7 separate regions of the Mus musculus genome follow, and regions 2, 3, 4, 5, 6 and 7 are each linked to region 1. Evidence: chromatin contacts called from public HiChIP or PLAC-seq and promoter capture Hi-C data. All regions are on one chromosome and are shown on one strand. The core of a region is the stretch at or near the end of the contact, and the rest is flanking DNA. Distances in the headings are between cores, read along the strand shown. Region 1 holds the start of Wnt5a (wingless-type MMTV integration site family, member 5A). Region 2 overlaps Cacna2d3 (calcium channel, voltage-dependent, alpha2/delta subunit 3). Region 3 has its middle 81 kb from the start of Gm35217. Region 4 overlaps Cacna2d3 (calcium channel, voltage-dependent, alpha2/delta subunit 3). Region 5 overlaps Erc2 (ELKS/RAB6-interacting/CAST family member 2). Region 6 overlaps Erc2 (ELKS/RAB6-interacting/CAST family member 2). Region 7 overlaps Cacna2d3 (calcium channel, voltage-dependent, alpha2/delta subunit 3).

What was found. Promoter capture Hi-C pulls out the DNA fragments that hold promoters and counts their contacts. HiChIP or PLAC-seq counts read pairs in DNA pulled down with a chosen protein or histone mark.
Region 2: a contact with region 1 is called in a promoter capture Hi-C map of hippocampal neurons, with 4 times the contacts expected there. The contact joins the enhancer-like site here to the promoter of Wnt5a in region 1. A contact is called at or near these places in 3 of 39 promoter capture datasets (hippocampal neurons and liver), 1 of 484 Hi-C or Micro-C datasets (nephron progenitors) and 6 of 115 datasets of contacts at active chromatin or transcription factors (the NIH/3T3 cell line, craniofacial prominence, embryonic hindbrain and 3 more).
Region 3: an H3K4me3 HiChIP or PLAC-seq map of embryonic limb bud shows a contact between it and region 1, with 3 times the contacts expected there. The contact joins the enhancer-like site here to the promoter of Wnt5a in region 1. A contact is called at or near these places in 3 of 39 promoter capture datasets (3T3-L1-derived adipocytes, frontonasal cranial neural crest and liver), 7 of 115 datasets of contacts at active chromatin or transcription factors (VIP interneurons, craniofacial prominence, embryonic forebrain and 4 more) and 1 of 9 other capture datasets (embryonic stem cells).
Region 4: a contact with region 1 is called in an H3K4me3 HiChIP or PLAC-seq map of embryonic forebrain, with 4 times the contacts expected there. The contact joins the enhancer-like site here to the promoter of Wnt5a in region 1. A contact is called at or near these places in 10 of 39 promoter capture datasets (the 3T3-L1 cell line, 3T3-L1-derived adipocytes, cranial neural crest and 5 more), 16 of 484 Hi-C or Micro-C datasets (cerebellar granule neurons, cerebellum, cranial neural crest and 8 more), 18 of 115 datasets of contacts at active chromatin or transcription factors (VIP interneurons, astrocytes, cardiomyocytes and 12 more) and 1 of 9 other capture datasets (embryonic stem cells).
Region 5: a promoter capture Hi-C map of second pharyngeal arch cranial neural crest shows a contact between it and region 1, with 6 times the contacts expected there. The contact joins the enhancer-like site here to the promoter of Wnt5a in region 1. A contact is called at or near these places in 10 of 39 promoter capture datasets (the 3T3-L1 cell line, 3T3-L1-derived adipocytes, cranial neural crest and 6 more), 1 of 15 datasets of contacts at CTCF or cohesin (the NIH/3T3 cell line), 6 of 484 Hi-C or Micro-C datasets (the N1E-115 cell line, cerebral cortex, liver and 2 more), 12 of 115 datasets of contacts at active chromatin or transcription factors (the NIH/3T3 cell line, cardiomyocytes, craniofacial prominence and 7 more) and 2 of 9 other capture datasets (adipose tissue and embryonic stem cells).
Region 6: a contact with region 1 is called in an H3K4me3 HiChIP or PLAC-seq map of stem cell-derived neural progenitor cells, with 24 read pairs. The contact joins the enhancer-like site here to the promoter of Wnt5a in region 1. A contact is called at or near these places in 9 of 39 promoter capture datasets (cranial neural crest, embryonic stem cells, hematopoietic stem and progenitor cells and 4 more), 3 of 484 Hi-C or Micro-C datasets (cortical neurons, urothelial organoids and uterus), 13 of 115 datasets of contacts at active chromatin or transcription factors (craniofacial prominence, embryonic basal ganglia, embryonic forebrain and 8 more) and 1 of 9 other capture datasets (liver).
Region 7: a contact with region 1 is called in an H3K4me3 HiChIP or PLAC-seq map of embryonic limb bud, with 7 times the contacts expected there. The contact joins the enhancer-like site here to the promoter of Wnt5a in region 1. A contact is called at or near these places in 13 of 39 promoter capture datasets (the 3T3-L1 cell line, 3T3-L1-derived adipocytes, HPC-7-derived erythroid cells and 9 more), 16 of 484 Hi-C or Micro-C datasets (the 3T3-L1 cell line, adipose-derived mesenchymal stem cells, cortical neurons and 7 more), 13 of 115 datasets of contacts at active chromatin or transcription factors (the NIH/3T3 cell line, VIP interneurons, a colorectal cancer cell line and 10 more) and 1 of 9 other capture datasets (embryonic stem cells).

Annotation. Positions count from the first base shown.
Region 1 is chr14:28,503,939-28,506,903 of GRCm38.p6, forward strand. It overlaps Wnt5a (wingless-type MMTV integration site family, member 5A), which reads left to right and starts at 1,535. Exons shown (of 5, transcript NM_009524.4): 1 at 1,535-2,176. The coding sequence starts at 2,171.
Region 2 is chr14:28,917,499-28,920,390 of GRCm38.p6, forward strand. The region is part of intron 35 of Cacna2d3 (calcium channel, voltage-dependent, alpha2/delta subunit 3); the gene reads right to left. Among named protein-coding and RNA genes, the nearest start is that of Lrtm1, 99 kb to the right of the region's middle. Within about 2 kb of position 1,538, at least 9 of the 459 cell types and tissues checked have an H3K27ac peak or open chromatin away from gene starts, as enhancers often do. A contact at or near this core is called in hippocampal neurons, where this site is marked.
Region 3 is chr14:28,878,101-28,881,008 of GRCm38.p6, forward strand. No RefSeq gene overlaps it. Among named protein-coding and RNA genes, the nearest start is that of Gm35217, 81 kb to the left of the region's middle. Within about 2 kb of position 1,466, at least 8 of the 459 cell types and tissues checked have an H3K27ac peak or open chromatin away from gene starts, as enhancers often do. A contact at or near this core is called in embryonic limb bud, where this site is marked.
Region 4 is chr14:28,954,095-28,956,967 of GRCm38.p6, forward strand. It overlaps Cacna2d3 (calcium channel, voltage-dependent, alpha2/delta subunit 3), which reads right to left. Exons shown (of 38, transcript NM_009785.1): 32 at 2,698-2,773. Among named protein-coding and RNA genes, the nearest start is that of Lrtm1, 63 kb to the right of the region's middle. Within about 2 kb of position 1,312, at least 18 of the 459 cell types and tissues checked have an H3K27ac peak or open chromatin away from gene starts, as enhancers often do. A contact at or near this core is called in cerebellar granule neurons, cerebellum, embryonic forebrain and 1 more, where this site is marked.
Region 5 is chr14:28,164,480-28,167,314 of GRCm38.p6, forward strand. All of the region lies in intron 16 of Erc2 (ELKS/RAB6-interacting/CAST family member 2), which reads left to right. Among named protein-coding and RNA genes, the nearest start is that of Gm52097, 220 kb to the right of the region's middle. Within about 2 kb of position 1,277, at least 51 of the 459 cell types and tissues checked have an H3K27ac peak or open chromatin away from gene starts, as enhancers often do. A contact at or near this core is called in the N1E-115 cell line, craniofacial prominence, embryonic basal ganglia and 4 more, where this site is marked.
Region 6 is chr14:28,029,491-28,032,442 of GRCm38.p6, forward strand. The region is part of intron 12 of Erc2 (ELKS/RAB6-interacting/CAST family member 2); the gene reads left to right. Among named protein-coding and RNA genes, the nearest start is that of Gm34996, 150 kb to the left of the region's middle. Within about 2 kb of position 1,566, at least 17 of the 459 cell types and tissues checked have an H3K27ac peak or open chromatin away from gene starts, as enhancers often do. A contact at or near this core is called in neural progenitor cells and stem cell-derived neural progenitor cells, where this site is marked.
Region 7 is chr14:28,970,367-28,973,418 of GRCm38.p6, forward strand. It overlaps Cacna2d3 (calcium channel, voltage-dependent, alpha2/delta subunit 3), which reads right to left. Exons shown (of 38, transcript NM_009785.1): 30 at 1,850-1,912. Among named protein-coding and RNA genes, the nearest start is that of Lrtm1, 46 kb to the right of the region's middle. Within about 2 kb of position 1,670, at least 6 of the 459 cell types and tissues checked have an H3K27ac peak or open chromatin away from gene starts, as enhancers often do. A contact at or near this core is called in embryonic limb bud, where this site is marked.

The sequences.
Region 1 (2,965 bases), core at 285-2,784:
ACTCTATCCAATCGAAGTCCTAACAATTTCAGCTATCTAGAGGTGTCTAGAAGTTCTGGAGTCTGGATCCCCGGTTCACCTAAACTTCACAGTCTTCTCACCCTGAGAGCCACCACCTAGATCCATATCGGCAGCATGACCTCTACTCTTGCCTGGCCACGTTGGGGTGAGGAACAGTCCTGTCTAGCAAACCTCTGACACCAGGGACTTTGCAAGATGCACGAGCCCACTCTACCCTCCAAGCCCGGGCTTTAAGCCCAGGGCGCAAGGAGACATCCCAACCCAACCAGGATCCATGTCAGTGAGGTCCTTTCTGTAGAGGTGCCAGTAAATGCAGTTGGGGACAGTTGAGCCAAGGGGTCCGGATCGGAAAGTTGAGGTTCAGACCCCCAAACGGGTCGACGGCTTTGGAAGAAGCTGAGCCGATCAGGAGGCAGGCAGGCAACAGCAGTGAAATGAACCTCGTTATACAGATGCCTGGGGGATGGGGAGCCTTGAGGAGGGGGCCCAAGGGGGAGCGTACCCCGCCTCCAGGCACCCTGTCCCGTAGTACAGCTTTAAAATCCTGAGAAGTTTGTCATAGGACAGCCTCATCACGCATGCGCATAGGCAAAGTTGACTTTTTTTTTCTCTCCCCCCCCCACCCCCCTTTGCCTCTCCAGCCGTGTTTGGTTCTGCAACTTTAAAAATATTTTTTTTTCGCTGAGAACACCAAGGGAAAGAGGAGTCTGGAGAGAGGGAGGGCGAAAGTGAGGGAGCTGGTCAGGAGGGCCGGGGGTGGGGGGCACGCGGTCCCCTCGCTGGGCCAGTCAGTCTGTGGGGCACCGCATCGCTTGGAAAGTTGCTGCAGGCTCCGAGGCACCGCCTCCGCCGTCCGGAGTCCGGATTGTGCGGCCGCTGCATTGCCATCTCCTTCCGCGGCCTCCGCCGGGCCCCACGACCGCCCCTCGGACCCCGGCCGCGACCGAGGAGGTGGGCAGCCTCGGCCGCCATGGACCTCTGGAGTTGAGTCGCCACCGCGGAGCTCTGCGCCCTCCGTCCTCTCGCTCTGTTCTCTCTGGAAAGGCGGGGGGGTGGAAAGAAGAAGGTTAACCCGAAGAAAGGAAGAAAGAAAGAAGGGGACCAGAAGGGGGAAGCCAACGTTCCCCCACAGGCTAGCTGTCCATCAACCGCTCAAGCCACCAAGCGGCAGAAAGTTCAGGGCTGCCTTGAACCCATTTTCTTTGCGCCTGGTTTTTGCCAGACTCTAAAATGAAAGGACAAAATTTGGCGCTGACTCTTGCAGCTCTGATGGCGACTTGTGCGATTTCAGCGGCATCTCCCGGAGAAAAAACCATGCGTGCCTGATTGTTCTGTGGTCCCATAGCCGCCGCCGCTGCTGCTGCTCTGTGTGTGTGTGTGTGTGTCTGTGTGTGTGTGTGAGCGCGTGTCTCTGTGTCTGCGTGTGTGTGCGTTTGTGTGTGTGTATGTGTGTGTGTTTGGGTGTGTGTCTGTGTGTACACAGAGGTTCACTAGCTAACTCAGCTGCAGGAGCAGTCCCTGGAAGCAGACGTTTCGGCCACAGACCCAGAGAGGAGGAGCTGACAATCAGGAGGCGTGAGCCGCCTGGAGTCTGCAGAATTCGTGGTGTGAATGAACTGGGGGCATCTTGGGCACAGGGATTGCCCCCCCTCCTTCCCCGCCTCGGGCCACAGTTGAGTAGTGGGGCATTTTTTTTCACCTTCTTGTGAAGAATTTTTTTTATTATTTGTTGTAAAGTCTTTTGCACAATCACGCCCACATTTGGGGTTGGAAAGCCCTAATTACCGCCGTCGCTGATGGACGTTAGAGAGGGAGCGCCTCGCCGCGGAACAGTCGCCTGCGCGCCCTCGTCGGACCCGCGGCTCCTGCACTGTGTCCCCGCTCGGCCCTGCGCTTGCTGCTCGCCCGCGCGCGCCGGCGCCCTCTCGGTTCCTGGGCACATTTCCACGCTATACCAACTCCTCTGCCCGAGTCCGGGCGCCAGTGCTCGCTTCCGCTCCGGGTCGCTGCGCCCACCCGACGCGCCCAGGAGGACTCCGCAGCCCTGCTTTGGATTGTCCCCCAAGGCTTAACCCCGACGCTTCGCTTGAATTCCTCGGCCGCCTTCGCTCGGGTGGCGACTTCCTCTCCGTGCCCCCTCCCCCTCGCCATGAAGGTAAGTGTTCTGTGCGCACGGACGCTCCCTACTTTTTCCCCCCCTTTTCAAAGTTAACTGAACTCTTTCAATCTATCCCTATCCTCTCCATTTCTCTAACTGCCTGGAGAAAGCTAAACTCCAATATCGCCGGCAGGGACTCCTATCTTTTCGTCCCTTACCCTGGGGACACTGCCTCTGCGTCCTTGGAGACTTTTTGCACCGGCTATTCTTCAAACCTTTTCAACTATGGAGAAGAGCGAGGGCAGGAAAGACAGTTCGGGTCACAGGCGGCGCGCCTTTTTACCTCGAGAACTGGAGTGTAGTTTTACTACGTGTATTTCAGTGACTGGATAATGATTCGATTCATCAAGTATATATCAAACGCTCATTTCACCGGCACGCGGAGATTGTGTGGCTGAAGCTCTGAGGCCGGATGAGGACTGTGTTAGGAGAAACGGCTGCGAGACTAAGGAAACTAGGGGCCACCTACCCTAGAGCAACGCACACCCCACCCCCAACCTCCGATCAGGGCCCAGTTCCCGGCTCTCCAGGTCGAGTAACCCGAGCGTTCCCGGCCCCTGTGCCTTTAAGAGTGCCTGGCGGGGGGCCAGAGCGCACCCCGCGCGGGGAGCAGGGTCGCGTTATTAGCTTTATTAGCGGCCTCTGGGTGAGCTCAGGTCCTTTACTGCAGCATTGGGGGCGGGGAGTAGTGGTCCTAGTGGCTTTAATCCTGCCCCCTGAGCGGAGTCAACCTAGTGCTTTGGAGACTCTAGGGCCTCTGCGTTTCGAGATCGGGCGGGGGTTAGT
Region 2 (2,892 bases), core at 288-2,787, 410 kb after region 1:
AAGAATACTGCATGCATACCCATATTCTGCCAATGGAAAGTGGACAGGCAATATTGAAACTGACACTAGAATGCCATTTCTTTATTGTGACTATAAGCTAAGAATTAAGACTTGGGTCTAAAACTTCTATGAGATTCTGATTTCTCCACATCTGACCTTTTGTCTTTCCCCAGCACTAATAATATTTGGCATATGTGAAAGGAGTCATTTTGTTGAGAAGGAACTAAAAACAATATAGAGCTATCATCTAATATCTTTTTAAACCCAAAAGTATGTGTTTATTTCAGCAAGCTTTAACCTGGTATAGTACCAAAATAATAAGACAGATAAAATGATTAGTACCAAGTAAGAGTTACAAAATTTGAACACTGAAGACAAGCCTTTCTTTGAATTAGAATTAGTCACTCACATAAGGTTATAATCATGGAGTCAGCTTGTTCACAAAGGGGAAAAAAAGGAGAGATTTAAAGAGAAGATATGCAATACTGAAGATTGTAGATACAAGACGAAACCCCATCCAAATGATTAAAAAAATGTAAAGTGAACAAAGACTTTAAGGTAAGTTGCTATCTTACAAAGCAGCTGTAACTGTATGCCTAGGTCCTACCTATGTAAACTCAAGCCAGCTCACATTATAGAATGGGGGGGGGGTGTCATAAAGTCCCACCCCTACCTGAGGAGCTGTTGACAATTTATAGTCTTTGGGGGCATCAGTTTTCTTAAAGGATGTGGCCCCTTACAGGCTATCCATTAGATGGTCCTGTATCCATAAATACATAGGTAGCACCATGTGGACCCAGTAGGATTTTAAAAGGAGCACATTATATACATGTATCAAATTCTCAAACAATAGAAAACAAGGCTGAGAAAGATGCCTGATAACAAACCATTTTCAACTGGATGAAGGTTGACTCAGCTTCACAGTAGACAGGATAAAGGAAGATTTACTGAATGAGTTGGATGTCAAATGCATATCTAAGTCCAGAAGAAAATAGTCACTAGATATTTAAGTGGAAATAATGACTAAAGAGACACATGAAATACAAACCTGGCCAGTTCAAGATAGCATATTAATAAAGATAGAGACATCTGTAGATAGCATGTTAATAAAGACAGAGACATCTGTTACTCGGAGTCTAAAATCGCCGCAGTCACACTGAATGTGAAGTTGTTAGATTCGCATATTAAAAAGCAGTGACTTCTAAATCAGTCTTATGAAAAGAACCAGCAAGGAAAAAAAAAAATTCTGAGAATAGGAGAGGGACAGGTTAGTAATGCTACCATGCAATTAATCAGAGCAAGCCATCATTAAAATAGAACAAATCAAACTGTTCCTACTAGAAAGCATCATGAGCCACTAACAAAATAAGTCCGTGTATGTGTGATGGGAGAAAATGGGGGGATCAGAAACAGCAAGAGGGATGAGGCCTTGAGTTAATTGTGGAGTAGAAACTCTTTAGGTCTATCCTGCATCAGATACAAGATTCGCAAACACTGGTGACAAAGACATATCTATTTTTCAACTGCAGAGTATAGCCAAGAGTGAACGGCAAAAGATTCGAAAGACAAAGCAAAACAAACGCTGGCATAAGCCAACAGAGTCCATCTGTGCTCCAGAGCTTGAGATGGGAACAAATTTGTATTATATGTTCCAAACAAAAGGAAGGGAAGATAAAATTATTGATGTATGAAGCTGGAAAAATGAAAATGGAAGCTTGGCTATTGGGAGTTGGCCTGGTTTTCTTACATAATCAAATGCTAAATTCTGTACCCCCAAGATCTGGTTAACCCCAGATGAGCAAATTCCCACCTAATACCAGTCTTTGCTGTGTAAACTTTGCTCCCAAATTTAAAGCCATTGGTTAAATGTAAGTGGCTACAGTTAATGGCTGGGGAGAATAAAGAGAGGTGGAGTTTCAGTTACTGGCCTGGGGTCACAGGTAGAGGCTATGAGAGAGAAGGAGGAGGAAGAAAGAGAAATAAGAACAGAGGAAAAGGCTGCCATGATGCTGGGGGGATCATAGGCACATGGTCAGGAGAAGTGGACTCTGAGGACGAAACTTAAGACAACAAGGACTCGGGGAGTGCAGCTGGGGAATTAACAGGCTAGCACATAGAAAACTCCATTGGGGGAATAGCCTAGGAATTGAGCTAAAGCTAATTTAAAAGGATCTATAGGACTCTGCCTTGATTGCTGGGGATCTGGCCGGATCATATTAATAACTAATAGAGTTAGTAAATAACATTTACATACCATCTACACATGACCTTACATCTGTGGCCCCATCCTGCTCTCCTCTTCCCCATGGGATGAGTTTCTGTGTTCTTCTCCAAAGCTAACTGCTTAGGCTGCTGTAAGGATGTACCTCATTAGCACAGGAGGCAGATAAGCCTCCAGTTCATCATCTCGTGTGTCCATCACCCTGCCCAGCTTCAGCCACAGGCACAGCATCACAACCTACCTGCAGAGGCCACTCTCCTTAAACTGTGCCTTCGGCTACTGATGCTCATTGTCTACATACCTGTCAATTCCCTTTCCCTCCTTTCTCATAACCTCCACTTTCCTTTTCTTGTACAAATTATCTCTAAGTTAAATCTATTCTTTCCTACCCCAAATGGAATAGTGGCTGCCAAGGACCAGTGACTTCAGCCCTTTCCTTTGCCTTTTCATCTTCCCAGCTTCCTCCTCCTCTGTGTTAAAGTACAAATTTCATGGAAATCAGGCTATATCTGAGTGTCGGTATCTTCCCTTATCTCCAGGTTCTAGCACTGGGTATGGGACGGAGATTCCAGTTCAGTATTTGTTGACTCCATGATCAAAATTATACTAATGAAAGCAGAAGCCTAAAGAGCAAGCAGAGTGCCGAGGACAAGCCATGGTTATCGGACTAT
Region 3 (2,908 bases), core at 216-2,715, 370 kb after region 1:
CTCCTTTCTCTCCACTCTTACCTCTTCTCTCTCTTTCTTCTCTACATATGTCTTACTCTGGCTTCTAGACTTCATATCTCCCCCTTGTTCCTCCTTGATAAATCTACTTCCAACTTCCAGTCCTTTTCTCTGGGGATATCTTCACTGGCTTTGCCTCAAAGCCCCATGCAGAGCCTTCTGCAACCATAGACGTAGCTTCTTCCCTGGTTCATTTCAGTCTCCAAAGGATGCTCCTGTCACTCCCCGGGACCAAGCCTAGAAGCATGCAGTCCTGCCAGCCATGGAAAAGCACTCACACTCAGAAAGGTTCCTGACTGTTATCTTTTGTAATTCCAGCCCTTCACAATATGAAGGAATTGAAGATAGCTTCTATGTCCACATGAATTAAAGTATGATAAATGATATATACATATGATGGATCAACAAGCATTAAAAATGGTGGTATTCACTGTTCTAGATGTGACAGATAGGAAAGGGCACAGAACTCCATGAGCACAAGTTTTGTAGAAAATGCTTCTAGGAAGGGCTTGGAGAATAATGAGAATATATGCACTGTGGTGATAATATGTGTATTTCTTTTTTTTTAAGTTATTTTTTTTTATTACGTATTTTCCTCAATTACATTTCCAATGCTATCCCAAAAGTCCCCCACACCCTTCCCCCCCCCCACTCCCCTACCCACCCACTCCCATTTTTTGGCCCTGGCATTCCCCTGTACTGAGGCATATAAAATTTGCCTGACCAATGGGCCTCTCTTTCCAGTGATGGCCGACTAGGCCATCTTTTGATACATATGCAGCTAGAGTCAAGAGCTCTGGGGTACTGGTTAGTTCATAATGTTGTTCCACCGATAGGGTTGCAGATCTCTTTAGCTCCTTGGATACTTTCTCTAGCTCCTCCATTGGGGGCCCTGTGATCCATCCATTAGCTGACTGTGAGCATCCACTTCTGTGTTTGCTAGGCCCCGGCCTAGTCTCACAAGGGACAGCTATATCACGGTCCTTGCAACAAAGGCTTGCTAGTGTATGCCATGATAAGACCATAGTAATACTTGGTTGACTTTGCTATTCTCTGGTTTCTAAATTTCTATCATAAAATATTATTTATTAAAATTATGAATAGCTTAAAGATGTAAGTGGAATGTTTTCACTTATGTCCGCTGCCTGGCTCTCTGGGATTGCTCTCCGTCCTGTGAGGCCATGAGTGATCTACTCAACACAGAGAGCACCGAGGCATCCCTCCCTTCTTTTTAAAAATGAAGCTTGGCATTTTCCTGTCTGGAGGAAGAAGATTTGCTTACTGTCCACACTCCATCTATCCACCAACCGAGCCCAGGCATTATAAACACTGTCGTTTCCCACATGGACAAAGGTATGGCTTTGAAGAGCAGAGCCTTTAATCAGACTAAACATCTCACTTTGCCCTAGTCATTAAACTGACTTCAGAGACAAAGGCCCAAGGCCTTGCATCTGTTTGCTTTGTGTAAAGACAGTCAGCTGAGGCTGAACCCTGGGAGTACCCGGTGTTTACATTAGGAGTAAGGAACTGAAAGCCCGCCATCTAATCCTTCCCTTAGCCAGGAGGTACTTCCAACATTTTAAAAGTCCCTTTTAAAGAGTAATAGAACTTTATAAGCATATTGGTCCTTTCATCTCCCAGAAAGTATCCTCAGGGCATAATTCAGACCTGTACATTAGATCATATTAAGCCTAATTTGGTTCCTCAGCACAGCAAAGTGCCTGGGGGACTTTAGGAAGTTGTAAGAGTCATAGCCGTTAAAGGACCTGGCTTTTCAAACAAACACACATTTTTCCCCCATATGATAATGAACTTGTTGAATGTAATGCCTCCGGGGTCTTACCTATGGATCAGGGGTTTCACCTCTAATAGGGAGAGGTAATTCTAGCAACAAAGGGGATGAGTACTACCTGGTGGTGTCTCCTATGTTCTTACATTTCTAGGCAGAAGCTGTGTGGTAGCTGCTTCAGTGACTCCCAGCTGCCTTATTCCGGCATAGTGTTTGTAATCCCCCCCCCCCCCCCCGGCCATATCTAAGATCTCAGATGACAGAAAAGATTTCATTCTTTCAAAGACCATTTGATGCAATGCATCTGGCCAACATGGAGGCTAGTACTGGAGAGTTGAAATGGTCTGCAGGTTTGAATCCTAGCTCAGTTTCTGGGTTTGATTCTCCCAGTTCCTCCATCTTCTACTCTGACACTTGCTCATCAGCTGGTGGTGGTGACATTATGGAAGATTCCAAAAGCTTGGGAAACTTTGGGATGTTGGGTTAAACTAGAAAAGGTAGGTCTCTAGGGGCATGGTTCTAAAGTTTATACCTGACTCCTGGCTCTCTCTCTCTCTCTCTGTCTACAGTTTTTGCCTTCCCATTCCCCTTCTTTTTTCCTTCCTCCTCTGTTTTGCAGGGCAAAGTCCAAAGCTGAGAGTCCACAGAAGTTTCTGGTCTCCTCTCTGGGTACCCAAGTGCTGTCACGATAGTGCCGAGAAAGGGAGTGGGGAACCGGGGGTTCAGGGGTCTGCTTTCCCCCCAGGCATCTGCATGCCAGGTGGAGGGGGAAAGGCAGAGCCCAGGATGCACAGAACAGTCTGATTTGGAGTGAGTGCAGAGTACAGAGGAGGCTGGAGGACAGAAAGCCTTCCTTGGGAGTTTTAGAAGTGGCTTTTTAAGACAAAGGCCTTCCCTATGGCAATCCTTAATGAAGAAACAATCTTTGCTTGTTCATACTGGTTTATTTGGTGGTGGATGTGAATGCATGTACTTTGTTCAGGATAAACCAGGGATTCATTTTGCTGGAAGGAATGCCCAGGAAAGGAAGTTCATTGGCTGAATGTTCATGGGGCAATCTAGGTATCTCATTAGCCTGGAGAACTCCAAGTGTATATGCTA
Region 4 (2,873 bases), core at 62-2,561, 450 kb after region 1:
GTATCCCAAAACTAACATCTTAAAACTTTGAACTCCCCTGTAGTGAGATGTGATTTACAAGTAAAATAAACATGATCTAATACAAGGGTTATCACTGGGAGGAAGGAGGAAGTTCAGCAAACGATGCTTAAACCTTTACCCTCTAGGGGCTAATATTTCACAGCCTGGTGCTGAGGGGCTGGAATCATGTAACTAATTTCAAATGGTAATTCGCACGGCTCCCCTTTGGAAAGGTGACTCACAGTTCTCCATCACTGTGCATCGTTCATTGAGAGACGCACAAATTGAACACACTTGATTTTAATGCCTTCCATGAATTATGTAGGATTTGGGCTGCCCTTTCTCGCACTTACATATTTGGACTTGAAAAAATGATAACCATATGGACATGTGATTTTATCCCCTCAGAAAATCCCCTGCATGCTATAAAAGAAGGCATTGACAGCCTAATCTTTATTTCAGAATATTTTAATTAAAAAAAGCAGTTGGATTGTTTACTCTGTGATATTTCCTATGTGGATAATTCAATTTCCTGAATTCTGGAAAATACCATGTCCTCCTCAGTTGGCTCTTTGTGCCTAGGTATGCCAGATATGTAAGTGGTGTGCAGATTTGCAAGGCAGACGATGGCACTGGCAGAGAGCTGGGCTCCAGACGGCAGGTCCAGAAAACCCTCAGCACCTTTTGTGGCTGCCATTAGGAAAAAGCATGCCAGATCTTGGTTTCTGAGGCGACAGCTGCCTAATCCTCCTCTCTGAGCATTTTAATTATAAGAACCAGAACTGGGAATGGAGGAATTATCCAGTTTTGAATAAAACAAGAATAAATTTATAGTGCCCTAAACATTGCTGAAAGGTTCCTGTCTCAAGCAGAGAGCAACATAAACAAACAAACAAACGAAACCCATTGGGCTTATTCCCAGCCCACCCTGCTTTGCAAGGCTGTATATTTTTTTATTTGATTTGAGTAAGGCTTTCAACATCAACATCGAGTGAATCCCTGAACCAGGGGACCCTCTTTCTCCATGTTTAGGGTTAGAGAAAGATACTAACTTCAACAATTTCTTAAAACCAAATGCCTCAAATCGCCATGCTCTGCTCATTAGGTGTTATGACATTAAAACCATCACTTCCCTGGAGCCCCAGAAAGAGCCAAGGAGTTAGACCACGGCTGATTCTGCATCTGTGTTCCCGCTGAAATGAGTGGCTGAGGTAGACCTAAGAGGAATCCCAAGGCTGTGTAGCTTGGCACTGGCTCACAAGAGGCCAGGAAAAAGGAACTCAGGCAGAGCCTGCTAGACCCAGACTCTAAGGATATCTGAGCAAACAAAGGGATTATGCAAATAGGGATTAAGGTTGTAAGTGGAAACAATCGCTGGGGACTCAAGGGGTCATTGAGCTTTTTAAAAGGGATGGAGGAAACCTGTCTTGGGAAGATTTCAAATCTGGAAATAAGTCACACTAAGTGCAGGGAAGCCAGTTTGGAAACAAAAAGCCCGGATTCCAAGTGATGTTTCCTCTCAAGTTTCCATTAAGCAGTGTTTTCTATAAAGTCCAACTTCTCAGCTGCCTCTCAGAAACTTTGTATCTCAGACTCTTTCTGGCTCACTGTGTGTAGAAGAATCATGTTAAACATGTAGCTCTTAGATAGCATCCTGCTAAGGTCTCAGGTCTCACAGAGGCTGCTAAGTTCACCAAGATGACTTTGAAATCTTGTCCTTAAATGAACATTTTGGATGGCTTTTAGTATTCCCAAAATCATATTTCAAGGGTTACGTTTGAATACATCTGTGGGCTATCTTGAGGTCTACCTTAAAGGAGAAAAATATTCTGAGTTTTCAGGTAATTGATATTTTCTGTACACTGCAAATTACATTTTAAAACTGACAATTGTTGGTTTCTGACAGGCTGGAGCTCGTTTCTAAGGACACAGCACTGTATGCCTTGACCCTAGGTTGTAATATCCCCCCTCACTGGAAGCAGCTCCCAGGCAGAAAGCACTGAGAAGAGCAGAGGAACCCACCTGTTCACTTGGCTGGAGAGCACTATTACAAGCCAAAAGGAAGATATTTTCCTGTGTGTGCGTGCATGTGTATGTGTGTAGTACTCAGTTGTGTGTGTACCTGTGGATTCAGAGGTGGGAGGTAAATGACAGATGTCTCTTCCTCTGTTGCAGTTCCCCTTGGGTTTTGAGACAAAGTCTCTGAAAGATCTTGAAGTTCAGGGCTCAGGCTGGCTAGATGTACTGGGGATTCTCTGGACTCCATGCTGCACCTGCTCAGAGCTTACAGATGTGCACTGCTGTGTTTGGGTTTCATGTGGGTCCTGGGGACCCAAATTCAGGTCCTCAAGGTTATGTGGAAGGAGATGTAGGGACTAAGCTATCTCACCAACTCCCTCAGAAGGACAATTTCTGTTAAACCAACCAAATTCTCTTATGTAACTGTCAATGAAGCTCCTCCCCTCCTTGTCTATAAAAAAGGGACAGTTCATTAATCCATCTAAGAGCCTGACCTGATTTTTAACTTACATAATCACTGGACCCGGGTTTAAACAGAAACAGTTTTTAGTGAGTCAAGTCAGGAAATACATTCTTGGTTTTGAGTAAGGTACATTTGATTACCCTAAAGTCTGAGCCACAGGTCCCAAAGGCAGCAGAAGCTCCCAGCCATTCCCTGGGTAGCATCCTTGTACTTACGTCCAGAAGTCCATGGGCACTGTCACTGCTCTCCTTGTTGGCTCTACACATGGCTTGGTAGTCGTACAAGGTTATTCTGTGGGGGAAATACAAAGAGGCTTCAGGAAATGAAAACATATGGCCACTACATAATGCTTAGTTAGGGCCAGCGAGGTGAGCAGTCACTAGCAACATGA
Region 5 (2,835 bases), core at 27-2,526, 340 kb before region 1:
ATGTCTTTTGGGTTGTGTCTAAGATGCCAGGGATTCCCGCCCCCTTGCAGCAGGACATCACCCACAGCATTGCCTCTTCCCCATGTGCCCAGAGGTGTTAGGAGGATCATTTTCTTTCACACTTTCCCAGAAAGGTCTCCCTCAATCCTGTCCCTGTTGTCACAGCACGTTTAGTGTACTGTGCGCTTTCTGTTAGTCTGTGGACTAGAAAGGTAATCTAATTAGGAGAGAAGGTAAGAAACCTGCCGGATCTTGGCAACCATGACAAACGTGGGCTTGGGTATTTCACCAGCGCCTCCCACTTATGCCTCGATAGCTGGAGAGGCCTTTGAACTTGACAGGCAGCTTAGACAGAATGCAAAGTATGTCTTTGACAGGACAACATTTCAGGTCTGTGAGCAGCTTTCAGAGATTCTGGTTGCCTTTATTCAGAGCGACTTGCTCAGTAAATGTTTAGAGGGTCCTAATTATGCTTTGAGCGATTAAAACGTTGTGGGTTCATGCTGTTTTGCTCAGGAGAACAGCTTACTGTGTATATCTAAAACGGGGGAAAAGTATTTGAAAGGGAGGAAAGAAAAGAAAAATGGGAGGTGGGTGTAGGGGTGAGTGCACTGCGCCTGCGCTGTGGAGCCCAGCCTCTTGGTGGAGCATATGAATTCACTTACATGTAAATTGCTTGTCGCTGGGAATTAAGGGGAGGCTCTGAAAGAGCTGCTTTGCCGTGTTTACTGTAGGATTTTTGACAGACTCTTTCCTCTTTCAAGTAAATTTGGCTTAAGTCCATAGTGAGTCCAGTTTTAAGTAAACTCCTCTTTTGTTACATTAACAAGGTTACAACATCACTGGGGCAGATTTCCAGCTGCAGGAACCAGGGCCTAAGTACTGGGCTGAGGGCATAATTAAAACCTTCGGGTGGGAGAGTTAAACTCTCAAGTCAAATTGGATAAAAGGCTAATTGTCCATAGCAACATAATACATGCTTTAAATATCTGTGAAATGAAGAGGAATGGGAGGAAGTTTGGGGAAAGAATTCTGCTCTGTGATTTGAGATATGATTTTTGTTATTGTTTGTTTATTTATTTATTTACTTACTTACTTCTTTTAGGTTAGGATGAAGGGCATTTCTACCCCAGGCCCACGCAGCACTGGGTTTTAGAAGCACAGAGCCATCATCTATGGCTCTGGTGGCGTTTCTTCTGTCTGTGCTTTGTCTTCTTCAGCACAGGGAGAGGTTAAAGCAGATGAACAGGGCCTGCAGCAGGCTTCAGTTAGCTCTGGCTTAGGACGCCAAACAGTTTGTGCTCACTTGCCTATCCTCCTCCAGAGGACAGGGGCTGGATATGGGTAGGGGTGGGGGGTCCTGAAGGGGGGAGGGAAGCATGCACATGGATGTGGTCACCTCGTGATACCACCCAGCCAAGCAAGGTGACACGTTACCACAACACCAAGAAAACCAGTGAGGTGTAATGGGGCAATGGCCGCTCTTGCCCAGCAGAGGCATCAGAGAGGCCCATTTGGTATTCATTAGGTATAGCTCTGCCAGGTGGGTGAAAAAGGAAGCCTAGAGATTCTGGTCATTCTGTCCCTCTGACAGTGGCATGGACAGTGGTGGAGAGAGCCTGAGCAGGCAAGCCTTCCAGACTTCAGTGTTTGAAGCCCTAGAAGAATGAAGTGTTGTAATGTAGCCTGGAGTTACCCCAGGGTATTAGAAAGGTCTGGGCTAGAGGGAGGAAGGAGGAGAGAAATCTTACAAGGACTGATTTTATGGGTTGGGAGCCCTTAGAGGTGAGCATGGGATACTGCTCTAGACGTCTCAAGGCCTCTGCAGGACAGACTATACCCAGGAGTCATCATCACAAGGGATGCCAAGTCTTTCCTCTTGGAATTAGACTAGCCATTTAGAGAAGAAGTTTGAAAGCTAGAGGCTGAAAATGATGAGTGAGTTGGGACAACACTCTGAGTCTCAGGGATGGGTACAACATAGCACAGTTTTCATGATACCCTGGCAGGCCTGATCTGTACAAGATCAAAGAGGCAGTGCTAGAACCAGGCAGGCATAGGGACTGGGCAAAGAGAGTAGGGAGTTTCACTCTCTGAAGACTTGCTGACACCAGGGACCCCTGTAAGAATCTTAGTCTGAGTTCTGGTCCTACATGCCAGGAAAACAGGATCCAAGTTGGCCTTAATGCAATGTGGTGCTCAGGATGGCCTCTCCCTGTGTGTCCCCTCAGCCACATGCTGGGGCAAAAGCCACTCGTCCAAGAATTGCATTTTGGATGTGGCAGTATCACAGAGTGCGTTTCAGTTCCTTCTCAGTTTGTGAGTGGTGTGCACCTTCTGCCTGATCTTGAAGGCTTCTTGGCAGGGCCACAGCTCCATCTCTGTTCCACCATGAGCAGTCTTGCACTTGTGTGATCGGCAGCAGAGACAAATATTTTTGCTCAGAGTCATTTAGATCACACATTTGCCTAGCTGCAGCTTATTATCACGAGTGTTTTAAGCACACTTAAGTATGTAGAGTTTATAAATTCATTTCTCCTGCCAGCACAGTAAATCTAAATTCCTTCTTACATGGACCAAAGACATGTACTCTATAAACCATGCGGTAGCTCAGAGCAGAAACGACACAAGAAGATAAAACTGAGGACATGGTGCTGAATAGGAACCAATTCTCCTTAATTCCACTAATAAGACTTTTGCTATCTTTAGATTTCTTTGTCTTTAAGTAGTGCATGTTCCCTGTTAGGAGTATTTTAGTTCTCCTGTGTATATGTGTATGTGTGTTTGTGTAATCATGTGTGTATGTGTGTACATGTATGTGTGCATGCATGCATG
Region 6 (2,952 bases), core at 316-2,815, 470 kb before region 1:
CCGCTGTAACATATGAAAGCATGAGGATCCCCTAAGCCCATGTCCAAGTGTGCCACACTGGGGAAGCTTCCAAAATACCAATCAGTCTCTTCCCCGCATCCACTCTGCCAAAAGGAATGATCTGCGCAAAGCCGATGCCATTTCTTTCAAAATTTAAAAATTGAGAAGCCAAAGGAATATGGCCAGCTCTGAGAATAACCTTCTTCCCAGCTTCAACTCTCAGGCTACAAAACAAAACAGAGCAAAGCAGCTTGAAGATCTAGGTTTCCGGTATTACCTGTGAGATCTTTCAATGCCACAGTGATAGCATTTGTAGAACAGTCAGCAGCCCATATGTGTGCTGTATGTATGAACTCTGTGGTAAGCTGAGTTTTGCTTTAATATCTGAGCTGTGACTGATAAACACCTAACAACAATGTAGGGTTTGTAAAAGTTTCAAAATATCTCACAGGTCCAAGGGCAGATCACAACATGGTCTACTGACAACAGAATGTAGCTATTCTGACTTGAGTTTAATAAAGTCTGAAGAGCAGGTAACTATATTATTATTATTATTAAAAAATGAATAATATAGTTTAGATGTCCCCACTCAATCTTTATCCTAATGACATGTGCATTCCTATCAAACATGTATTTGTTTGTTTAGTTTAAAAAAGAGAAAAAGAAATATTTTTGTTTTGTCAGGAGACTAGCTTACTAGGAGGTACAGTTAGTGAAGGTCACTAGAATGTGTCACTGGTCAAGGGTTATGTGTTGTGTACTCTCATTGTCTTCTACTTAATGAGTACACATCACAGAAAAAAAGAAATTCATGAAGGAAGTAATTCAGTCAGCACAGTGATACTTCTTAAGCCAAGCTCTGCCTGTGTACAGATGTATGTGCAAGATGCTTGGGGGACTTCATAGATTCTGCCTGGACCCTGCATCTTATCCCACAAACACATTTACAAACATAATCCCTGATGCTGTGCTGAAGTGTCCTCCACATGGATCTTAGCAGAGTACCAAAACCAAAACAACCAACCAACCAAACAAACAAACAAACAAACAAACAAACTACTCAAGTTTTCCTTCCCCTAACATTTGAATGAAAGCCATAATTGATAGGCTCAAGACAGTGAAAAGGTTAAGAAAGACAAATAGCAATGATAATAATGATAAATAATAATTAACAACAATAACAATAATAATTATAATACTAAATTAGAATATCTTGAAGCTTGAAAAACCACTCTGATTCTTTTTGTTAATTCATTTTATTTATTTATTATTTATTTATTTATTTATTTATTTATTTATTTATTGGTGAATGTTTCTAGAACAAGATTGCATAACATTTTTTTCCCATAGTTACAAGTTCGGGACAGGAATCTAAGTCTGTTGTGCATATGAAACAGAGGGATTGCTGTGTTCTTTGGCTGCAGAGAATTCTCAGGACAGTAGGTTGTGTCTATCAGTCCTTCTCAGAGTAGATAGGGTCAAAGAAATGGCTTAGTGGCATGGCGGTTTCTACTTTCCCTTTCTCTTCCACTGTTACAGGGACTGGCCTCAGCATTCAAAAGCAAACTTCAGTCTCCAGTGACTAATTCAAGGTCTTAGGCTGACATTCTTCCTCATGTTAATTAAGCTAACCAAATGGTTTGGCATCCTGGGAATATTGCCAGCTCTCCTTGTTTTTAACTCCCTCTGTCTGCAGATATATTCAGGATCCAGGGTTTGTTTGAGGTTTTTTTTTGGGGGGAGTGGCAGGGGGGGGTTCTGATAGGGATGCAGTTTGATGGGTTTTTTACCCTTAAAAGTCTTTAAAATGACTGCGTTTCTCCTAGTTATAAAAGTAATATATGGCCATGGTATTGAAAAAGTGAAGAAGGATATAGCAGAGAGAAGAGTAAGAGGCCAGCTTACAGCAGATGTAGCGAAGAGTAATACACATGCGCTCGTGTTCCTCCATCAGGCACCCTTAAGTAGAAGGTGCTGCTCTTCTTTCTCTCCTTTCTTTCCTCTCTGTTTCCCTGTCTGTCCGTCTGCCCTTCCTTCCTTCCTTCCTTCCTTCCTTCCTTCCTTCCTTCCTGCCTTCCTGCCTTCCTGCCTTCCTGCCTTCCTGCCTTCCTGCCTTCCTGCCTTCCTGCCTTCCTGCCTTCCTGCCTTCCTGCCTTCCTGCCTTCCTGCCTTCCTGCCTTCCTGCCTTCTTGCCTTCTTGCCTTCCTCCCTTCCTTTTTCCTTACTTCTTTTCTTACATACTTCTCTATTTCTTTTCACCAAGTTATACCAAAATGTTTATTCAATTTTTATATTTTAGGGTTTTTTGGGAATAAAACATTAGAATTCATTCCCTCTTGTAATTATTTTCTCAAAGTAACTCTTAACTGATATGACATCTAGTCAGTCTATTTATTACAAATTTTGGTCACATGTACCCGTTTTTGTCAGTATTATAAGCTCCCCAACCACCCATCCACCCAGACTTCCATCTTCTCCTTTCTTCTTCTTCTTCCTCCTCCTCCTCCTCCTTCTCTTTCTCCTCCTCTTCCTCCTCCATCTCCACCCTTCTTCCCGCCCTTTTGCTTCTTCATAGAATAACTTTCTGGACACAATCCTGGTTTTTAAGGTTATCTCAATAGTTCTTACAATGTTGTATCTCAGAGAACTTTAACCAAGAGCCCTCTCACAGCACTGATTAAATGTGATCTTTATGACCACACCCTGGCCCACATTGAGAACTGCCATTTTATATAACTTTGAAAAATCCTTAGGTCATCTTACGTCTTCTCTTTAATTACTAACGAGTTTTAGGTTTAAAAATATATGTAAGCTCTTGCCTTTAATTTACTAGTTTGATCATTGGGTCTTATGAGTTGTTTTCTGTTCCATAAACAACTTTTTCCTGTATTGTGACAATTTTATTTAATTTTTAATACAGAGATTCTTTGAGGACTTTGATCGGTTGGATTT
Region 7 (3,052 bases), core at 420-2,919, 470 kb after region 1:
AGAGGAAGAGAGAGAGGGAGAGGGGAGAGGGAGGGAGGGAGGATGTTTCTGCACTTCAGCCAAAAGAAAGAAAGAAAGAAAGAAAGAAAGAAAGAAAGAAAGAAAGAAAGAAAGAAAGAAAGAAAGGAAGGAAGGAAGGAAGGAAGGAAGGAAGGAAGGAAGGAAGGAAGGAAGGAAAGGAAGGAAGGAAGGAAGGAAGGAAGGAAGGAAGGAAGGAAGAAAGAAAGAAAGAAAGAAAAAAGGAAAGAAAGAAAGAAAGAAATCAGGAAGAAGCCAAGAAGGAAGAAGGAAGAAGGAAGAAGGAAGGAAACATTCCCCTTATTGAACATCAAGCACTCCCTCCTTCAGGGGAACATGGAAATGCTCACACGTGCTCTAGGCATGTGCGGGTGCTATGAGCAAGAAGGGCACTTATATTTTATGTGTGTAAATATACCAGTGTCAATGGAACTGGTTGTTAGATAGAGAAGAATTATCCTAATTGGGGTGCAGGAAGCCAGACAACATCAAACAAGCCTGAGCCGAGCAGGCTGGCAGGATCCCTACTTCACAGAGGGAGAAAATTCTCCTGGAGAAGCCATGGCTTTCTGAGTAGCTTCCTGGCCAGGCTAGGGTTTACCATGGGAAGACAGGCACTCCACCTTTCCTGAGCCCAGAACCAAGTCTCATCTCGGCCCTGTGTGGCTAGGGTAGAATTACAGAGAGTCCTCCTGAGGAAGGACTTTGGGTTCTTGCCCCATAGGTTCTTCAGTCGCTCAATGTTCCTCTGGGTCAGATGGGCAGGTGTCCTTAGGCTGATGGCCTTTTCAGCTATCTTAGAGACTGGCTGTCTTTCATGGGCTCATTTATTTTATCCAGTGCTTCTAGTGGCCCAATGCTCAATGAGACTGTGCATGGGCATCAGCGTCTAGAGCACATTTAAACACTCTGGGGGAGAAGAACAGAAATATAGTTCAAGTCCTCATTTTCTGAAGTCACTCTTTCTAAAATGAACTCATCTCTATGCCTGGATCTCACAGAGCCATATAGAAAAAGATTGAACCATTTATTGAGCATGAATGGACCCACCAAACCATTGACTCCTGAAGCATTTCAGATGATTTTTAAAGAGAATTCGAGTGTGTATGGGTGTATGCATGAATGTTAACTATTAGGGGGAAACTCTCCTTAAAGTAGTCCAAACTCTTTAAAGCACCAATGCCCTTCAGGCAAAAATTCTTTTTTAAAAAAATCTGGTGTGTGTGTATGTGTGTGTGTGTGTGTGTGTGTGTGTGTGTGTGTGTGCATGCACTCGAGTGTGCTTGTGCACGCTCACACATGTGCACCTGTGTTTGCCACAGCATCAGAATTGCAAACAGGTCAACCTTAGGTGTTGATGGCTGCCCTTTACCTTGTAGAAACTGCCATTCTTTGTTGGTTACATGTGCAAACTTCCAGGACTTGCCTGTCTTTGTCTCGCATCTCAGACATGACTTGAGGTGCACATTGTGGCACCCAGCTTTACATTCTGGGTTCTGGTGATTTGAATTGAAGCAAGTTCTTTAGCCAGTGAACCTCACCTCAGCCTCATACAAAATTGCTTTTGTAGCCCAAACAACTCTGAGGCAAAGAACTCCATAAGTTTAACCTTTATGAGCACAGGAAGGCAGCTGGACTCAGACTCTCTGGCAGCGCTGAGGTGAGACATGTGGCTGTGGCATTCAGAGCGACATTTGATTTATAACATGCTTTTGCCTCTTATACATGGACCATCATCTCCAAGTCTTAACCCCATAGTTTGTCTCTACCCGGGGAACCCAGTGCCATCTGAATTATTCCTTTACATGGAGTTGGGGGTCTCCTCACTCACCTGTGTGTAGTCTTCAGACACCAGAATGAATCCGTTATTGTCTATAAGGTAACAGTTCACAGTCTAGAAAATCAGAACACACACTTTACTCTCAGGCCTCAGACTGCCTTTACATAGAACGATGTGTTTCCAGTCTCAGAGATGCCCCCCAATCCCTTTGCTGGGAAGGGGAGTTGAATCCCAGGAATTGAAAATACTTGTTGGCTCAGTGAGTTAGGGTCACGGTCACACTAACCCCAGGGTTGACTCTGCAAAACTCAGGACACTGAAGGAAGGAAACAAACAAGAGGAGTGACCTTGAAAGCCTGGCATCGGCATACAATGGATATGCCCAGAAAAGGCTGTATTAAAGTCTGTCTTGGGTTTTCTCTTTATGGGACCTGACTACTTCCCAGGAAGAAAGTGTTCAGAGGCCCCCAGGCTTTTATTTGGAGTGGCTGCAGTGCCGGCCATTTGGAAACCCAAATGCCAGCACAATGTCATTACTCTAATGATGTATTAATGAAAACACCGTGTCAGCTCAGGGGACCATCGGGGGACCAGGTAATACTTTTTAATTTGTTCATGGACTGAGGCATGGGGGAAGGGGTGGCCTTCTGTAAAAGGGGCCCCTCAGGCCTCCTAAAGGTTTTCAAACTGTGTTTTTAATTGGGAGCTGGATGTGGGGGCAGGGCTCCTAGCTTTTTGGTAGCTCAGACTTATAAATTGTAGGGAGCAAGGTAAGGCAAACAAACCTCTGCTTCCCCCACGATCCTTTAATCTCCTGTGAATGGCTTGCTACAGGCGAAGTTTTAATTACAGTGCTGTGGAGTTTAAACTTAAGGCTTAATTCCGTCCTTGATGTAACTCAGTTTCTATTTATTGCAGCTTTACATACCGACAGCAACGTTTAATTTGTAACATATCTTTACCCTAAGCTAAATTCCGCTTAGCTCCAGGCCACCATGGGGCTGGCATTTGCTGGGACACTGACCTAGACATGGGGGTTGGATTTTTGTCAGGCATGAAAGGACAGCAGTGAGGGTCAGAAAGATCTGGCTTATCTTCCTAGCCAAGGGCTGTCAGTGCTGGGGATTGGACAAAACATGAAAGTACTGCTACAGCTCTTTTTTGGGGGGTGGGGGTGGTGGTGGAATGGGGTGCAGAAGGTGAGGTTTCTACACAGGGTCTTTCTGTGTAATAGCTTTGGCTGTCCCGGAACTT